Regions from separate parts of the Mus musculus genome. Here all the other regions are linked to region 2. A link is a contact called in public Hi-C and HiChIP or PLAC-seq data. All regions are on one chromosome and are shown on one strand. The core of a region is the stretch at or near the end of the contact, and the rest is flanking DNA. Distances in the headings are between cores, read along the strand shown.

Evidence for each region. Hi-C and Micro-C count contacts between places; a contact is called where the count stands out from the background. HiChIP or PLAC-seq counts read pairs in DNA pulled down with a chosen protein or histone mark.
Region 1: an H3K27ac HiChIP or PLAC-seq map of embryonic stem cells shows a contact between it and region 2, with 5 read pairs. The contact joins the promoter of Ccdc201 here to the enhancer-like site in region 2. A contact is called at or near these places in 9 of 39 promoter capture datasets (the 3T3-L1 cell line, the HPC-7 cell line, cranial neural crest and 5 more), 3 of 115 datasets of contacts at active chromatin or transcription factors (all in embryonic stem cells) and 1 of 9 other capture datasets (embryonic stem cells).
Region 3: a contact with region 2 is called in a Hi-C map of cerebellum, with 1.7 times the contacts expected there. The contact joins two enhancer-like sites. A contact is called at or near these places in 2 of 15 datasets of contacts at CTCF or cohesin (the NIH/3T3 cell line and liver), 6 of 484 Hi-C or Micro-C datasets (the AtT-20 cell line, the HL-1 cell line, cerebellum and 3 more), 6 of 115 datasets of contacts at active chromatin or transcription factors (embryonic stem cells and hepatocytes) and 2 of 9 other capture datasets (adipose tissue and embryonic stem cells).

The regions. Positions count from the first base shown.
Region 1 is chr11:7,186,609-7,189,845 of GRCm38.p6, forward strand. It overlaps Ccdc201 (coiled coil domain 201), which reads right to left and starts at 1,961. Exons shown (of 4, transcript NR_045101.1): 1 at 1,903-1,961.
Region 2 is chr11:6,893,941-6,896,782 of GRCm38.p6, forward strand. No RefSeq gene overlaps it. Among named protein-coding and RNA genes, the nearest start is that of Adcy1, 170 kb to the right of the region's middle. Within about 2 kb of position 1,346, at least 37 of the 459 cell types and tissues checked have an H3K27ac peak or open chromatin away from gene starts, as enhancers often do. A contact at or near this core is called in cerebellum and embryonic stem cells, where this site is marked.
Region 3 is chr11:7,158,963-7,161,907 of GRCm38.p6, forward strand. Adcy1 (adenylate cyclase 1) reads left to right here. Exons shown (of 20, transcript NM_009622.2): 15 at 1,244-1,360; 16 at 2,317-2,463; 17 at 2,890-2,945. Among named protein-coding and RNA genes, the nearest start is that of Ccdc201, 28 kb to the right of the region's middle. Within about 2 kb of position 1,374, at least 71 of the 459 cell types and tissues checked have an H3K27ac peak or open chromatin away from gene starts, as enhancers often do. A contact at or near this core is called in cerebellum, where this site is marked.

The DNA of each region.
Region 1 (3,237 bases), core at 711-3,210, 290 kb after region 2:
AGACTCGTACCCAGTGACCCTAGAGATGGGGACACTAAGCACTGAGGGTCTGCACCCATGGCTGGAGACTCAAACCACAGGCATGATGAGACATGTCTACCCCCAATCCCCACCATTGCATTGATGGTTAATGGACATCTCAGTGAGCAACAGTCAAAGATGAGTCTCAAAGATAGGGTTGAAGCACAGAGAACGTTCTAGCAAACTGCCTTCCTGGAGGGGAGGAAGGCAGCTAAATGTTATCAGTGAAATAATCTTAATACAGAAATCCCAGCATAAAAAGACAACCCTTTGTGGCAAATTGATGAACAGGGGAAGGCAGTTGGGTCGGTGGCACTAGCTCAGTGGTTCTCAACCTGTAGGCCACAACCCCTTTGGGGGAGGTAGTAGAAAGACTCTTTCACAGGGGTTACCTAAGACCATTGGAAAGCACAGATACTTACATTACGATTCATAACAGTAACAAAATTACAGTTTTGAAGTAGCAACGAAAATAACTTTATGGTGGTGGTGGTGGTGGTGGTGGTGGTGGGAGTCACCATAACACAAAGAGTTGTATTAAAGGGTCACAGCATTAGGGAGGCTGATTGCTGACTGCTGGAGGTACATGGGCCACGCTGTATTTGGTTATAATACGTAAACTCCGAATTTCTCCTCCAGATTTAACCAAAGATACTCCTGCATGCACACCCCTTTCTTAGACACTAATGATGGATGCCCCAGCCTTCGTATCTGTATGTCCTACACCAGTGGATTTAACTTAGTACAGGTAGAAAATACTAAAGAAAAAAAAAAAAACTTGTCCAATTTAGGTAATTTTCAAAGTAGCAGCATGCACACAGGCATGCAGGGGTTTTCCTCTTATTCCCAGCCCAGAATTGTAATCTCCATGCCGTTTGAATGCCAGGATGTGAGGAACCGAGGTGTCCTTGGGCTCTGCACAAACACAACAGCGTTTTACATAAGGAATTTGTGTCAGACAGGTGATGGCATCTGAAGCAGGGCCTGGAATTGATCGCCTGAAATTAAACACACTTGTGCTCAGCACAGGGCCCGCCTCCCTCCAGTGCCCTTTGACACACTTGATGGGAAATGACCTGATGAGTGCAGCCAGCACGCTGTTGTCTTGTGTTTAATGGTTTTCTTGGGGATTTAGACAAGCTCATGCAGGCAATGTGACTGTGCTCCAACCCACGTCCCTTTGACAGTAGTGCCAGGCTGCCTATTTTGCCTTATTCCACATTTAGGAAGCGATTTCTTGCACTTAATATTTTTGTAATGAGAGTGACAGTGTCTACTGCAGGTACTGACATCCCTGGACTGTTCAGTAAGCCATTGTCACTCAGGGGGTGAGAGGAACTGGAACATAAGGAAGTAGATGCCATATGTATATGTAATTTATTTATATACTATATAATTAATTTATATACTATATGTAACTTTTTAAAAGAAAATGACTTTGACACTTCTTGAGGCTGGACATAGTTGTCTGTTGCTATCCATGAATAATACCAACCATCAGTAGGAACCCAGAGGGGCATCAGTAGGAACCCAGAGGGGCTTCTATTACATAGAGGCAGGGAGTGTGGTCCTGAGTTCTCAGCACCAGAGTGGGAAGACTCTGGTCTGCCTCTATCTAGGAAAAACTAGCAAGGAGTAGTCCAGAGATGACTAAGGTGTGCAGCATGGGGGTTCCAGGTCAGGACGTGGGGCTATGACCCGTCTAACATAGAGCACACCCAGGGCCCACAGCAGCTTCTCACAGATAGGAGTCCTTTGGGGCCTAATTGGCAGGCAGCCTGAGAACAATCCTCGGGACTAACTGCAGCATTCTGCCGGACATCTCCGGACACACGCCACACTTTCCCCGTCTTACTCCCAGCAGCGCCCCTCTAGGCCTACCTCTGTGTCTGACTCCATCTTGTCTTTCCTCTGAAATGGACATTCTTGGGCAGTTACCGCACCTAGCTCTTGGAATCAGAGCGCTTAAAAATAGCCCTGGAAATCGTTCGCTCTCAGGCCTGGACAGGTGCATGTGAGCACACCTGACGAGCACACCTGACGAGCACGTGGGCGCATGGCCACAGGCGTGCTCACCGCCCCCCCCCCCCACCCCGACCCCCCCAGAGCTTTCACCTGGCTGGTTTCTTCTCTGCATACCTTAGTATTACCTTAGAATACCTCTGAATTCTTACAATATAAAAGGCTGTCTGGTCACCTAATCCAGTAAAGACCAAAGACCACACTCAGACAAGCTGAGAGGCACCGGAAGTGCTAGACTCTCAAATATGTCGGTGGCAAAGGATTTCTACACTTCCCTTGGGTGCTTCTTAGATTTGAATCACTAGAGCCCAGAGCGCAATAAGCGGATCTGGGAATGTCTCTTAATTGAATTTCTAAGGATTCCCAGATAATGAAGCCAGGTGGAGCCACCTTGTGGCCTCTGCCCCGGGTCATGAGTAACGCGGAGAATGGAAACTGAGTCAATCTCAGCCAGCACCAGCTCTGAGCTTCCAAAGCAACGGGGAGAGGGACTGTGCACGGAAGAAGTGAGTCTTCAAAATAGGGAAGCAAGTAGGGTTGCTGGTTCAAAGTCAGGCATACTTCGAAGCTCATGGCATATTAATGACAACATGGACCCCCACAGGGCTCTCCCCTCCAGAGCCCCACCAGCAAGAGAGTGTTCACCAGCCACACGCAGCACTGACTTCAAAATAGGGAAGCACTCTGCCCAGCAGAGCAGAGCCTTGGTGCCTGGGGCGAGCAGAAGGCAGATTATGGTTTTACTGTTTCCCAGGACTTTGTACTCTTCTTTAAGATCTTCTTGCCCTCCAGTCTCCCGAGGAGCTGAGACTACACGTATGTGCCAGTGGGCCCAACTAACAGTTTTTAAATGTACCATTCTCTGGCCTCCCAGGTACCCTCGATATTATTATTTTGATGGAGCTATCTTTTTAAAGGCTATTATTATTATTATTATTATTATTATTATTATGGTTCTCATTATGTAATCTTGGCTGACCTGGAACTCCCTAGTGCTAGGATTAAAGACCTGCAATACCACTCTGTGTATGGATCTCTTTTTGAATATTCTTTTCCTTAGCTCTGCCCTAATTTGCTTCGTCTGTGTCTTTTCTGGCTGGGCAGATGGCATCTAGTTGGGCATTTAAAGACAACACTCCAAGGAACTAAGAGACAGTTCAATCTAATTGTCCCCTGGCACGGTCAAGCAAGTAG
Region 2 (2,842 bases), core at 96-2,595:
CTACTTGTAGCTGTAAGGTGGTACCCTGCATCTCTTCTCTGCCCACCACTGGGACCTGCCTCTCCTCTTTGCAAGTGATGCCCTCTCATGGCTGAGCTGACACATTTCTTAGAGTCCATTTGGGATCTCAGCACTCTGGAGTTTTGGATAAGGCTCCTGCACTGGGCTCTCTCAGACTACATGAAAAATCAAGATGGAGTCACCCATGCTGAAGTTCCTCAGCTTCGGAGGACGGCTGAGATGTTGTCTGATTCTTTAAGAAGCTAGGGGAACCGAGCTAAGGAATTTCCATAGTAGGCCAGTTTCACCTGCATAGGTCCCCTGGGCCTCAGTCCTTACAGAGATGGAACCTGGCCACCCCGTGTTACCAACCAGATTCCTGCTGCTCTGTTTCTCTCTGTCCCACTTTACAAAGAGTCTAACTTTGAATCAACCAACCCACTTTCATCTCTCATTCCTGCATATCCCGCTTTCTGCTCAGCCCGTCTCTCCCTGTAAGACCAGGTTTTCGGTTTAGTTCCTTGGGAGACTAATTTTGGCTCACAGGGAGATTCCAGTAGAAGAGGTAAGGCGAGTTAAGAGCGTTCAGTCCTTAGCATGTGTGTGCCTGGTGATTCCAACTTGGTCAGGGATAAGAATGCAACTTCTCACACATGAAAGAAAGCACACGCCTGTGCACAAGCACTCATCTGTATTCCTGTTTTCAGATGTACACACTCACATTTGCACAGCAGTATACACAAACACACTTGACCATCACACACCTGGGTCCTCCTCTCTGGATCCCTGAAGGGTCCTGTCTGTGAGCCTGTGGGGTTACGGGAGGCTCTACTTGGGTCACGTTCAGTACCTACTTCAGACTCCCTCAGGAGGAAAAGGCAGGCCTGGCCCACCCTAACCTTGAACCTGGAGCAGAAAGATGAATGTGTGCCCCTAAAGCCCCACTCTTTGAGCCTGGAAACCTCTTCCTGCTGACATGAGGTGTTAGATGTGCTGGCCTGTCTCCCTCACAGTCTGGACTGTCTCCAGCTTGGGCAGAAGACAGACTTTCCTGATCCTCATCCCATATGGCTCAGACAACAGAATCTTACCTAGTTCCCTTGTGCCACTCCTCGAGAAAGGGGCTGGAGTCCTCCCTCCTTCAGAGTCCTCCTTTGGATAGTCTCACTAGAGAAGCTGGGGGTGGGGAGGATAAGGAGGTGGACAAATCACAAGCCCTCCTGGGGGTGGGGTTGCAGAGGTAACTCAGAGCCATCTGTTTGCTGAGGCATGCTGGTATTTCATTTGGTCTTTACGGGAGCCCTGCAACACCCACTTAATTAAATGAATTTGAAAGACAATCACATTGGGATGTGTGTGGTCTGCCCTTTGCCCTCAGATCACTTCACTGTGTCTGTCCCCTTCAGACAAAGAGACTCTATCCCTCCCAGGTGCTGAATCAGAAAAACCTGCATGTGACCTTGCCACCAGCACAGGTCCCATATTAAATCTTTTGAGTTAATCATCAAGCAGAGACACCACTGGCCGTGCCGTGACTACTCTGAGTTTGACCCCTTCAATACCATGTGATTCTGCTGAAACCAACCTTACACCCACAGGAAAACTATGCAGACTTTTACTTTGGTGGAATTATCGGTCCACGGGATACATTCTCAGTCTTTCTTAGCAGAGAGTGGGACTTCCACAGCACACAAGGCTATGCCCAGGGCTGTGCGGCAGTCACTTTCCTTATGAGGGGATGGGCATTAAACACAGTGAAAGCTTTCACATCAGTCTGTCTCACTAAATAATTGAAGAACATGGTTCCATAAAAGGAGAAAGTCATCCCCTTCCCCTTCAGAAAACAGGTTCAGCGGCATTCCAAGCAGATGACCCCAGTTTGGTTTCTCTCCACCAGCAACCCAACCCCAGCAGCTTGCAGGGCTCCACGGGATCTTGGCTCAGCATCAGCTCTCATGAATTCATCTGCTCCTGGCACGAAGACGAGTCCTGGAAATCTTGACGCCGACTGGGGAGACAATGTGAAAGTTGTCTGAGAAAGGCCAAACCTACCTCCAGAATGTGTATCTGGGGTTTGGAGGCCAAGCAGATAACTTTCTGTGTTCTAACGCTTGTGTCCCTGTGTGTGGAAGACGTCTCTGCTCAGTGAGAGAGAGCACAGCCTTTAGGCCCGGAGGGTCAGAAAGCAGACACAGCTGAAGATGTAGGCACAGTGAGCAAGGGTGCAAAGATGGAGGGAAACCAGGCTTCAGATAGGACTAAAATACAGAATTAGCCCTGTAGTTAGGGACACTTGGGCTTCAGTGACTTTCTTGTAGATATCTGGGAAATCACAAGGAAGACTCTAAGATTAAACACACACACATACACACACACACACACACACACACACACACACACACACACATACACACACACACACAGGCTCTGGAGAGATGGCTCAGTGGTTAAGACCATTTACTCTTCTCCAGCACTGTCACAGCTGCCTATGACGTCAGCTCCAGGGCATCATATGCCTCTGACCTTTGCAGGCACACATGTGCATGCGCACATACCCTCCTGCTTACATGTAATTAAAAATAAAGTAAGTCTTAAAAATTTATACAAAATATTCTAATTTTTTTCTCCAAATCTAGGGTTTGATCCTGTGGAGACAAAAGTCAAAACAGTTATCAAGATATTATGTAACTTAATAAAAATTAAATCACAGAGTTAAAAAAAGAACAAGAGTTTGGCTATCCTCTGAACAGGGTGGCATTTATAGTTTTAAATAAACATAGGAGATAATATGATCGACTGAAGGTCTGTAGATCTCAGGAGTGATGGATCCTTTCCATGGTCC
Region 3 (2,945 bases), core at 124-2,623, 270 kb after region 2:
AAACTATGGCATATGATATGCCACTAGACCCCACTGACAGCATCCCTTAAGGCTCATGGTGGCCCATACATGGAGCCAGCCCTGACACTTTTTTCTTAGCACTATAGGGCCATAGTTCGTGGTAAGCAGGCTAGGACTGGCTATTCCTGCCATCCTTTTGTCCACTTCTTAGGGCTTCATCTTCTGCTTGTGGTTCAGAGAGTGTGTGCTCCTAGATCCACCCCAGCCCAGCATTCTGGTCTCAGTGCCAGTGGGATTCAAATTCTTGTGGAGGCAACAGAAGTTCTGGGAAAGGTCGATCAGAGGGCTGTCTGGGTCTGGTGCAGTCTGGGGTGGCCACATAGGTTCCTAAGAGATATTTATGAGATGGGATCTGGGGAATTAGACCCTGGAAATGGGGAACCATTCTCAAACACTGAAAATTGCAATGGTGGGGTAGTGAGTCCCTCAACCCTGCATTAAGGCTCTGGTCTTTGTGTCTGGTATGAAAGATGAAGTGTATTCATGTGGACCATCCATGCATCTAGAGCCCCGCATGGATGATCCTTGACATTGAAGCAGCATGCTACACCCCCCTTTCCCACTCCACTCCCATGAGAATTTACTCCAGACACTCAGAGAATAAGGAAAAAGCTCTTTAATAGCATACATCCTGCTCTGGCTAACACCCAACGAGAAACCAGCCATGAAACTTTTAACAGCTTATATAGGTCATAGGCTTCAACATTCCACATATAAAGTTACACTTTGAGCAATTAAGCAGAGACAGAAAACTTCAAGTCTGATCGCAGTTACTTTTAATGTAGAGCAATGCTGTTCCTTTCCAGTAGTTGTTACCCCAGGTCATCCTGCCTGGCAGATGTATGCTCTCCTTGGTGATAGAGCCAGGGTAGAGGTGTGTTCTTTGATATGGAGATAGGTCTTAGTTGGCCACAATCTTAGTGAACTAAACCCTAGCAGGAATGTATTCCCAGAAAGCCTGAAGTTCAGTTATGTTAGAGGCACACGATGTTTCCTGCCGTTCCTAGCAAGCCTGCCTAGGGTGGTGCTCAACTTCTAGGGGAATAAGAGGTAGGGCTTCTTCAGCTACAGTCTACTTTGTGTGCTTCAGTATTCCCTAAGCAAGCTTATTGGTAGATGCTTTATCATTAATTTATCACTCCCGTTCTTTCCTGTATCAAGGTGTCATGGTGGGAGGGTGAGAGCAGCATGAGGGTTGAGATTCATGACCTCTGACCCCCAGGCGGAGGAGGAACGGGATGACATGGAGAGAGTCAAGCTGGACAACAAGAGGATCCTCTTCAATCTCCTGCCAGCTCACGTCGCACAGCACTTCCTCATGTCCAATCCCCGGAACATGGTGAGTGAGTGCCAGGGCTCCATGGGGCCTGCTGGCTGGCAGGACTTCCAGGTCTGCCACTGGAATGCAGCTCAGTGTGGCCCACTCTGTGTCCTTCTGCTTTGCCTGTGGCCTTTAGCAAGCCCTGATTTAGCTGCTCGGCTCTGCCTGGCCATGCTATCAGCTCCCCTGGAATGGATAACTTCTGGTCTACCAGGAAACTCTGGGGAAATTAGGTTGGCAGGTATGCATTTCTTTCCCCTCCCTTCCATTCCGTCGTGGGCTGGCCTGCAGTGTTCATAACAAAATGCAGAGAGGAGAAATTCGTTTTCAAGACTGGATTATTTCAAATGGCTTCCCTAATGTGGGGTCAATAGGTGCTGAAAAAGGAGAGCATGCTCATGTGTCTGACTATCCGTTGCTATGTCTGCTTGAAATGTGGGGATTCGCTTTCCCTCCTCTGCATGGAATGTTTGGCCAGAGCTCCTCACAGCCCTGCCTGCTGCAGTTGCTATGGCCACCAGCACAGCATAAGGGAGATGCGTACAAAGGCCAAGCTGAAAAGTAAAAAAGTCCAGGCTGGCTTCTATAGTTCTAGGGGAAGGGACAAAGCCTGGGGGTTCAGCCTTAAGCTCCTCCAGCCGGAAGCAGCTGCTGTGGTTTCTGTACAATCAGCTGAGCCTTAGAACCAGGAAATGTGCAGCTTTCATAAGCCCTGCCCTCTTCCCTGCTATTCTTCCCCTAGGAGGCTCAAAAGGACAAAGCTGACCACCCAGGATTTGCCCATTCAGTGCCCTGTACAACCTGGAGCTCACAGCATTCCCACAGCATTACCTGTGGAACCAACTGGGCCCCTATGGCCTGTCTCCTATGGCCTGGCTTGTTGGTTCCCCTATGGCTTGGCTTTCCAAAGCTGCTCTTGTTGGTTGGCCGTATCTGGCACTGCACGGTGGTTCTGACCCCTCCTGCCTTTGCAGGACCTCTACTACCAGTCCTACTCCCAGGTGGGCGTCATGTTTGCCTCCATCCCCAACTTCAATGACTTCTACATAGAACTGGATGGCAACAACATGGGTGTTGAGTGTCTGCGGCTCCTCAACGAGATCATTGCCGACTTTGATGAGGTGAGGCTGCAGCATCCACTCACAGGGTAGCAAGGATGACCTTCCATGGACCCAAATCCTGCTGTGTCCACTGTGTCTCCAGTAGGGTCCAGGACAGAGCATCTTGGCTCTAGGAGAGGGCAAAGGGCTGGGTAGCGTTCACTCTTGGAGGGCAGGTAGGAACTTCTTGGACCTTCCCCAGCCAGGCACTGTGTTTGCCCCAGCCCTGGAGCCTCTTTCCTTGGTGACAGTGAGCTTGGCTTCAGAGACAGGGGTTGTATCTTGCTGTACTTCCTGGATGCCTCTTTCATGCAGAGTGACAGACCCAAAACAGACCAGAGGAGCTGTTGTGCACAATTTGATGGCCACCTCCTCTGTTGCCCCCTAGTGGATGTTGGCTATATGACATCTCGTGATATTAACAGTTTTCTTGTGTTTTAAACAAAGCTCATGGACAAGGACTTCTATAAGGACCTGGAGAAGATTAAGACCATTGGGAGCAC